2 separate regions of the Sus scrofa genome follow, and region 1 is linked to region 2. The links are chromatin contacts, called in public Hi-C maps. All regions are on one chromosome and are shown on one strand. Each heading gives the region's core, a stretch centred on a gene start, on an enhancer-like site or on the middle of the called end of the contact. The rest is flanking DNA. Distances are from core to core; before and after follow the strand shown. Region 1 holds the start of ANGPT2 (angiopoietin 2). Region 2 overlaps MCPH1 (microcephalin).

Region 1 (3,937 bases), core at 945-3,444, 110 kb before region 2:
ACTTGCCTAGGGGTCTCCCCACACCCTCTATTCGCTTCTTTACGTCTGACACCCTGTCCAGCTCCTGGGAGCCAGCTGGCGGGAAGGGCTTGTGGTACATGCACTTCCTGTGGCTTCTTTTTAAACCACCATATTTGGCTGGAAGGCAGAGGGGTGATTTTTAAAACCACACACGCAATATTAATACCTTATAATATGTGCTTTCAAACGAGGAAGAAACTTAGAAGAAATGTGACTGTCGTGTTCCTGCTTCACATTCACCCAGAGTACAACAGTTGTAACATCTGATGGTGCAAGAGCTAATTCCCATTTAATGGAAGTGCTGATAAAGGAAGTGATAGTCCTAAATAACATGCATTATTCCATATCATTTAAATTCTAAAAGTGCTACAGAGAAAGAGTCATCTCATTCCACAAGTAGGGAAACGCAGACTTAGAGAAGTTAAACATTTGCTTCAGACCTCAGTGAATCAGGGTTCTAACACTGGCCCTGTCTTCCCTCTATGGTCAGTGGTCCAAGTAAGGTGTATTTAATTTGCTCCTGTGGTGGAAAGCATGTACCAGAATTGAGATCTAGCTTTCCTTGAGCCATGGAGCCCTTCGATAGCCAGGGGAAGTCTATGAACCCTTTATCGGAAATGGGCTGTTTTATTCAGACATTAAATAACAGGATCTTGGGGGCAGATTACGTAAAAATGTAGTGCTGAGTGCAGTAACAGCTTGACTTATCATGACAAAAATATGTGATGCCTATTGGTGGCCAGAGATATTGACCAGGGTTGCTTGTGACCTACTCATAGCTAAAAGCAAGGCTATATTTTCAGTTAGACTTTGGTGAAAAAGACATCTTTTTCTGTCAAGGCTCACAGACCCCACGAATTCTGTCTGTGGACCTCAGACAGGTCCCTGCTCTGGGGGTAACCTGGGAGCCAGTCCTTGCATGAGAGGGACCTTTATAAAGGTTTAACTAGGTCTCTTGAAACAGAATTCCCTATACAAATCTCATAGTCATCCAAGAATGAAAACCCTAAAAATCTTCTGAAATCTGGCCTTGCATGATTGGACTGCCCGACACTGGCTTTACGGGTAGATGAGGTCTGTCAGGTCAGTGCTGGACGGGCCTGGAGGCAAATCTCAGGCAACGAGGTGTGAAAAGACCATGCCAGGCTCCATGTTCCCTTGTGCACTCTGGCTGGTGAGTGAGCCAACTGTCAGTCTCTGAAGTGCTAAGTTTTAGCTCCAGGAAGGAAGGAACACAGAGGGTTTACGGAGCCACAGAATTGAAACAGAAGAATCTTGGGAGTTAATGCAACCTCTGAATTTTACAGATGAGGATTTAGAGCTTAATTAAAAAGGAGTGATTTGCCTTCGACCCTAACTGTGGCTGATTTAATTGATCCTGGATAGTATGTTACAAAATGATGGGATTTGAGCAAACCCTGACCTAATAAAGGAGAAGCTTATGTATGCCTCTCTCACCCTCCTCTTATTTAAACTGTGATTTCTCTATGTATTATAATTTAGAGGGCCATTAATCAGTCCAGCATATTTTAAATTTACTTTGAATACTGAAGTGGATATTTTGTTTAAAAGATTAAATGTCAGAGCTCAAAAACTTGATTTTCCTAACCCAATTTAATAAAGTGAGATGTTTCTATCCAATTGTTTTAAGATGAAAATTCTGCATTCTTAAGCTAGTGGTTCAAAAATCAAGTAATACCAAGGAAACTATTTTCCCTATGAAAAAGGCAAAGAGTTTATAAGAGCAAGACTTCTTCCTTTTTGTTGGTAATAACAAAAATAAACCAAAGTCCTGACATATTTGTAGTATTTTTATTCCTAAAGGAAAAAACAGGAACTTTCATTGTACTTTAAAGTTATTGCCCCAGATATTTTACCAGCTCAGCCCTGTGAAATCAGTTTCAGACACAAGAGACCGCCAAGCTCTCTCTAGGAAATACTCAATTAGGGTGGTGCCTCTGAAATACCCAGGGGTCCTGTAACTGATGGGCTTTTCCCAGAGGGCTTCTACAGCCTATAGCCCTGCCTGGACAACACACACCACACTCGGATTTTTCCTGTTGCCTGCCTAGTGACCCCCTACAGGAAGATAACGGACAAGCCGGGAGGGGAGGGCGGGGCAGCCAGCTACACATGTCTGGCTCTCTTATCAACTTATCATATAAGGAAAGAAAGTGATTGATTCGGATCCTGACACCGCAGAATCTGGGGGAAGCAAGACAAAGGCGCATTAAGTCTGATCTGGAAGGCGAATGCAGCCTTCACAAGGGAGTAGGATTATTCTTCCGACTGCAGTCTGACAGTTTACTGGGGACCAGAGAGGAGAAAGCGGCATCAGAAACCAAAGTTGCTGCAGGGAAAGAGGGAAGCGGGAACTTTCATTGATGGACCCTGAGCCATGGCAGCAGAGCCCCGTGCCTGAGAGGGCAGCTTAGCACCCGGGAGCCTCCCGTGCCTTGCACTTTGCTAAACGGAGGTTGATTCCCACAGAGGAAAAGAATGTGGCAGCTTGTTTTCTTCACTCTGAGCTGTGATCTCGTCTTGGCTGCAGCCTATAACAACTTTCGGAAGAGCATGGACAGCACGGGGAAGAGGCAGTATCAGGTTCAGCACGGCCCCTGCAGCTACACGTTCCTGCTGCCTGAGACGGACAACTGCCGCTCCCCTTCCAGCTCCTACGTGTCCAACGCGGTGCAGAGGGACGCGCCGCTCGACTATGACGACTCTGTGCAGAGGCTGCAAGTGCTGGAGAATATCATGGAAAACAATACCCAGTGGCTAATGAAGGTAGGAGATCACCTTTCCTTGGTTCGGCTAAGACGGGCGGGAGAGGGCGGTGATCAGGCAGCAGAGGAGAGAGAGGCTGATACCTATGAATGAATTGCCACTTCTTTCATTCTTCCCTGCTGTGTAAAGCAGTCGTGGGTGGAAAGGGACAAGGATTACTGGGGGAGGACACCAGGATAGATGGAGAAAAGTCTCTAAAGTCAGGAATCATTAGAAACAGAGGAAGCACACTTCTCTGCACAAGTGTGGGCTGTTTTGTTTGTGTAAGTAGTTTATGCTCATAAAACCCATTACCAGGGATGTTATAAACCGGCCGCAGGCACAGGAGGGAAGCTGCAAGCAACAGCAGCGCCGGAGCCAGGAAAAACGTGACAATCATGCTAATTACTGATACATAACGGATGGAGTAAAGTGCTTTACCAATTTCCTGAATTTATTTACTAAAATAGACGGGGACTCTTGGTAAATGAGAGGAAATTAAATAAAGCAGGGCTTACGCTTCTCAGAACCTTGGGGGCTTTATCCCAAGGGTTTGCCATTTGCAAGTGGGGGTGAGTTTCCAGGCGTCTGAGGGGGTTCAGCGCTGCAGCTCCCTTCAAGCACCCTTCAGTTTCTTGATCAGTTTTGAAGGCAACCCCATGTGGGCGGGCGTGCAGGGTGCTTGGCTGCAAGAGGGTCATGTTCCTGGGGCTCAGGTGATTTCACTGTTTCAGACTTTTCAGAAAATTTAACTCAAATGTGATACTGAAAGCTCAGGTTTCCTTTCACAAGCCATCACTTTCACATGTAAGGCTATTTATATGAGACCCAGAATCACCCCGGAGTTTTTCTTGATAAGGACTACTTATATTCTAAAGGAGTTTTGAACAAATTGCATACATAGATTAGCCATTAACTATTGCAGTGACATCATAGCACAATGCTTACACAGCAGAGAACGTGACCATTGAAAGCAGAGCTGTTTTCCCCCATTCAAAACTTTGCCCCAGTCTTTCATTTCTCCGTAAACCTTCTCTTAGGACACCTTATCTTAATCTCAGAATAGATCTCGGCTCATAATCTGTGTTTCTCATTAGCTCTCTTACCTTCGGAGAGGAAATGACCAAGTTATTACTTTGGTCCTGAGCCG
Region 2 (4,196 bases), core at 987-3,486:
AGGAACAAAAAAAGATGAATACATCCTAAGTTCATGGTCCACACTGAGGTAGTGTACTTACCTTTTTTTGGATTATGCTTGGTAAGTGTTGGTTAGAGTTAGCTGCGGGAAACAGTGACTCATCCATGTGCACTCCAGCTGTCCTGCATCTGTGTAAGTAAAATGAGGCGTAATGAGCGTGTTCTGTTATAGTCACACGCCGTTAAATCTGCAACGTGTGTCAGTTAGCAAAGTAAGAAATCCCTGCACAGGCCATTTTAACAAATGGGTCTTTTAAAATAAGTACATTTATTACCAAACACAAAAGGCAATATAAATTCAACTTTCCAAATCTTCTCTGACCGGTGTTTTTAAGTATTAGAGTAGAAGAGAGAGGCAGGTACAGGAAATATAGTTCTTATACAAGCGTAGACTTGTAACACTTCAAAATGACCAGGGTGTGGCCCTCATAAAGGTTTAAGCACATGCAAGAGTACACAGGACATACAATGAATAATCCAGAGCTAGAAGGGTCCTAAAGAAATTAAGGCCAGAAAGCTCATCTTTTCCTCCCAAACTGAGTTCTCCTTGCTGTGTGCTTCTGTCCAGGCATCCTTACCCCGAAACTGGGTCTATGAGCCCAGCTCCTCTGGGCTCTGCCTCCTGTTCCCCTGGCCTGCCCACCTCGGGAATTCCTGGACTGTGCCCTCCTTCTAAGTATTCAGTGCTCAAATCTAAACAATCACAACAATGTTCTAAATCATCTCCTTCCCCACAGGTTTTCCTCCTCTGACTCATTCACGTAATACTGAAATATTAATCTTACAACATTTCATTCACCTCTCCACAACCCAGTTCAAACACTTTCAATCACTCCCGTGTTTATGCAATTATAACACCCATCTGTTGAGTCTTTGTAAAATAGGGCCCCTAAAGAGTTCCCTGGCGGCACAGCAGGTTAAGAATCTGGCATTGTCACTGCTGTGGCTCAGGTCATTGCTGTGGCACAGGTTCAGTCTCTGGCCTGGGAACTCCCACATGCCACAAAACAAAACAAACAAACAAAAACCAGCAACAAAAAAACAAAACAAACAGGACACCAACAAGGTGATGTCCTTATCACTAGATCTGTGAATTTCAGCGTGTGGTCAGCAGCCCTGGAGCCGGTCAGAACTACCGTAATCCCCACTCAAGCAGATAATAACAGGAGACCATCCAACCAAAAAAAAAAAAAAAAGAAGAATGGAGAACCATAGAATCAACTGGAACACGAGGATCAAATGGCAATAAATAATCATCTATCAATTATCACCTTAAATGTCAATGGACTGAATGCCCCAATCAAAAGACACAGAATGGCTGAGTGGATAAAAAGGCAAAAACCTTCAATATGCTGCCTACAAGAAACTCACCTTAGGACAAAAGATACATATAGATTGAAAGTGAAAGGCTGGGGAAAAGTATTTCATGCCAATAGACATGACAGAAAAGCAGGAGTTGCAACGCTCATATCAGACAAAATAGACAAAAAAAAAAAAAAAAAAAAAAAAAAGAACTACCGTAATCCTGCGAAAACTCCCTGTGGTTCCCACTCCTCACGTCAGGGCATGCGATGGCCCTGGTCCCACTCATGACATCGAGGCACACAGTGGAGCCGTTCCCACTGCTCAGGTCAGGGGATATAATGGCACCATGAGCCATCCCCACACATCCAACACAGAAGCAGACATGAGAACCAGACCATCTTGTCTTCACCCAGTGGTGAAAGTACTTTGCAAAAATGTAACAATCCAAAAATATGCTGAGGAAAAAGACAGAAGTGAGTAAAGTTCTAACCCCTGGTGGTGGTGGGGGGCGGGAGGCTGAAAGAACAGGTCTCAGTCTGGAAGCTCCCCCTCCTCACTAGACTCCAGCCACTGGAGTTTCTGGTACTGTCCTGCCTAAGGCAGTGAATGGCCTTCCCTCCCCAGAACACTGGTCCCCCAGGTCACCAACTCCAAGGGGCCTCCCCAAGCACTGTCCAGCCAGGGGGACAAACTCAGAGGGCCCTCTTACCCCCTTTGAGGACCTTACAAAACTTTTCTTCTTCATTAAAAGTATGTTCTGTGAAGGCAGAAACTATGCCTGTCTAGTTAGAGCTGTAACCTCAAAGTCTGGCAAAAAGTCTCAAAAATATTTTCTGAATAATGACTAAACTGTAGAAAGAAACACTTTTGACTTCTTTATACCATATGTGTATTCACACACCAAAAAACATATAGCTCAAAAGAGATCACAGAACTAAACACAAAAGCTAAAGTTTCTGAAAGAAAAATGCATGAAAAAACTCATGATTTTGAAGTAGGCAGAAACATTCAGATAGAATATCAAAAACAAAGCACAGAAGAAAATGAAAAACTGGACTTCAACAAAATGAAAAACTTGAATACTCTGAAAGACACAATAAAGAAAACTAAAGACAGATGGAGAGAAAATTATTGTAATATGTATATATATATATGTATATCCGATGAAAAAAATTAGTGTGCAACATACAAAAATCACACATAGCTTAATATTAAGACAAAAACCAAATTTTAAAAAATTTAAACCCAAGACAATACACAGTCACTAAGCACTTATCTTATGTATAGTACTAGTACTCAGGGAAATATAATGAAAACCAGATGGGATCCCTCATTATAGTTAACTGACTTTTGACCAGGGGCCCAAGACAAGTCACTGGGGAAAGAACAACAAAAGTCTTGTCAACAAATGATGCTGAGACAACATGAAAACAAATGACATGAGACCCCTACCTTATACCATACAAAAACTAACTCAAAATAGATCAAAGACCTCAATGTCAGAACTAAAACTACAAAAAAATCTTAGAAAAAAAAAATTAGAGTAAAACTGTGTGATCTTGGATTTGGCAAAAGCTTCTTAAATGACACCAAAAGCACAAGAAACAAAAATAAATAAACTGGACCTCCTCAAAATTAAGACCTTTTTGCTTCAAAGGAAAGTGTAAATAAAGAAAGTGTAAATACAATCTGCAGAATGGGAGAAAATATTTAAAAATTTTAGGTGTATGATATATCCACACAGTGGAATATCATTGGGTCACAAGAAGCAAAGAAATTCTGACACAGGCTACAACATGGATAGAGCCTGAAAACACTATGCTAAGAGAAGAAACCCAGCCCCAAAGGCCACCTATTGTATGACTCTACTGCATGAGACTCCAGAATAGGCAAATCCCTGGGGACAGAAAGCAGACCGGGCTACCTTGGGCAGAGGGCACAGCAGGATCAGTGATGTAAGGGTTTCGTTCTGAGGTGATGAAAATACTTTCAATAGATTGTGGTGGTGGCTGCACAACTCTGAATATATTAAAAACCACCAAACTGTACACTTTAAAGGGTGAATAATATCCCCCCAAATGTTACCTACAACAACAACACATGAATACCACTACATACTTACTAGAATGGCTAAAATTAAAGATTGACAAGTGCTGATGAAGATTCATGTCCTGCTGGGAAGAACGTATAAAGTGACACAACCACCTTGGCAAACAGTCTGGGTTAACGACCCAGGAGAAATGAAGATACACAAGGTCACAAATGTGACTGTCCATAGAACCTGAGTCATAACAACCAAAAACTGAAAACTACCCAAAAGTTCATTAACAGGTGAACAGATAAACAAACTCCTATATCCCTGCATTAGAATATTGACATGTATGACAACACAGATAAATCTCAAAACCATCATGATGAACAAAAGAGAAGCCAGGCTCAACATAATACACACTGGATGACTATTTATAAGAGATGCTAAAACAGGCAAAGCTAATCAACAGTGACAGACACCAGGTGAGTGGAAATTGGGGCCGGGGAGGGTGACCACAAAGGGACAAACAAGAACTGTCAGGGTGATGAAAATGCTCTGTATTTTGACTGTGGTGATGGTAACATCTGTATGTACATTTGTCAAAGTTCAATGAACTGTACACTTAAAATGGGGATATTTCATTTTACAGAAATTTTACTTTTTTATTTATTTGCTTTTAGCTGCGACTGCAGCATACAGAAGTTCTCAGGTCAGGGATCAAACCCACACCACAGCAGCAACAACAATGGATCCTTAACCATTAGGCCGCCAGGGAACTCCAGAAATTTTATTTTTAAAAAGTTGACTTTTAAAAGTACAACTAATTGCTGAAGCCGGTA

The links. A called contact is a pair of places that touch in the nucleus more often than the background predicts.
Region 1: a contact with region 2 is called in a Hi-C map of retroperitoneal adipose tissue, with 2.7 times the contacts expected there. The contact joins the promoter of ANGPT2 here to the enhancer-like site in region 2. A contact is called at or near these places in 1 of 5 promoter capture datasets (liver), 25 of 47 Hi-C or Micro-C datasets (adipose tissue, alveolar macrophages, blood and 16 more) and 1 of 2 datasets of contacts at active chromatin or transcription factors (skeletal muscle).

Annotation. Positions count from the first base shown.
Region 1 is chr15:37,592,474-37,596,410 of Sscrofa11.1, reverse strand. ANGPT2 (angiopoietin 2) reads left to right here and starts at 2,194. Exons shown (of 9, transcript NM_213808.1): 1 at 2,194-2,808. The coding sequence starts at 2,521. All of the region lies in intron 12 of MCPH1 (microcephalin), which reads right to left.
Region 2 is chr15:37,478,306-37,482,501 of Sscrofa11.1, reverse strand. MCPH1 (microcephalin) reads right to left here. Exons shown (of 14, transcript XM_021075799.1): 4 at 62-149. Among named protein-coding and RNA genes, the nearest start is that of MCPH1, 25 kb to the right of the region's middle. Within about 2 kb of position 2,236, at least 5 of the 83 cell types and tissues checked have an H3K27ac peak or open chromatin away from gene starts, as enhancers often do. A contact at or near this core is called in embryonic fibroblasts and retroperitoneal adipose tissue, where this site is marked.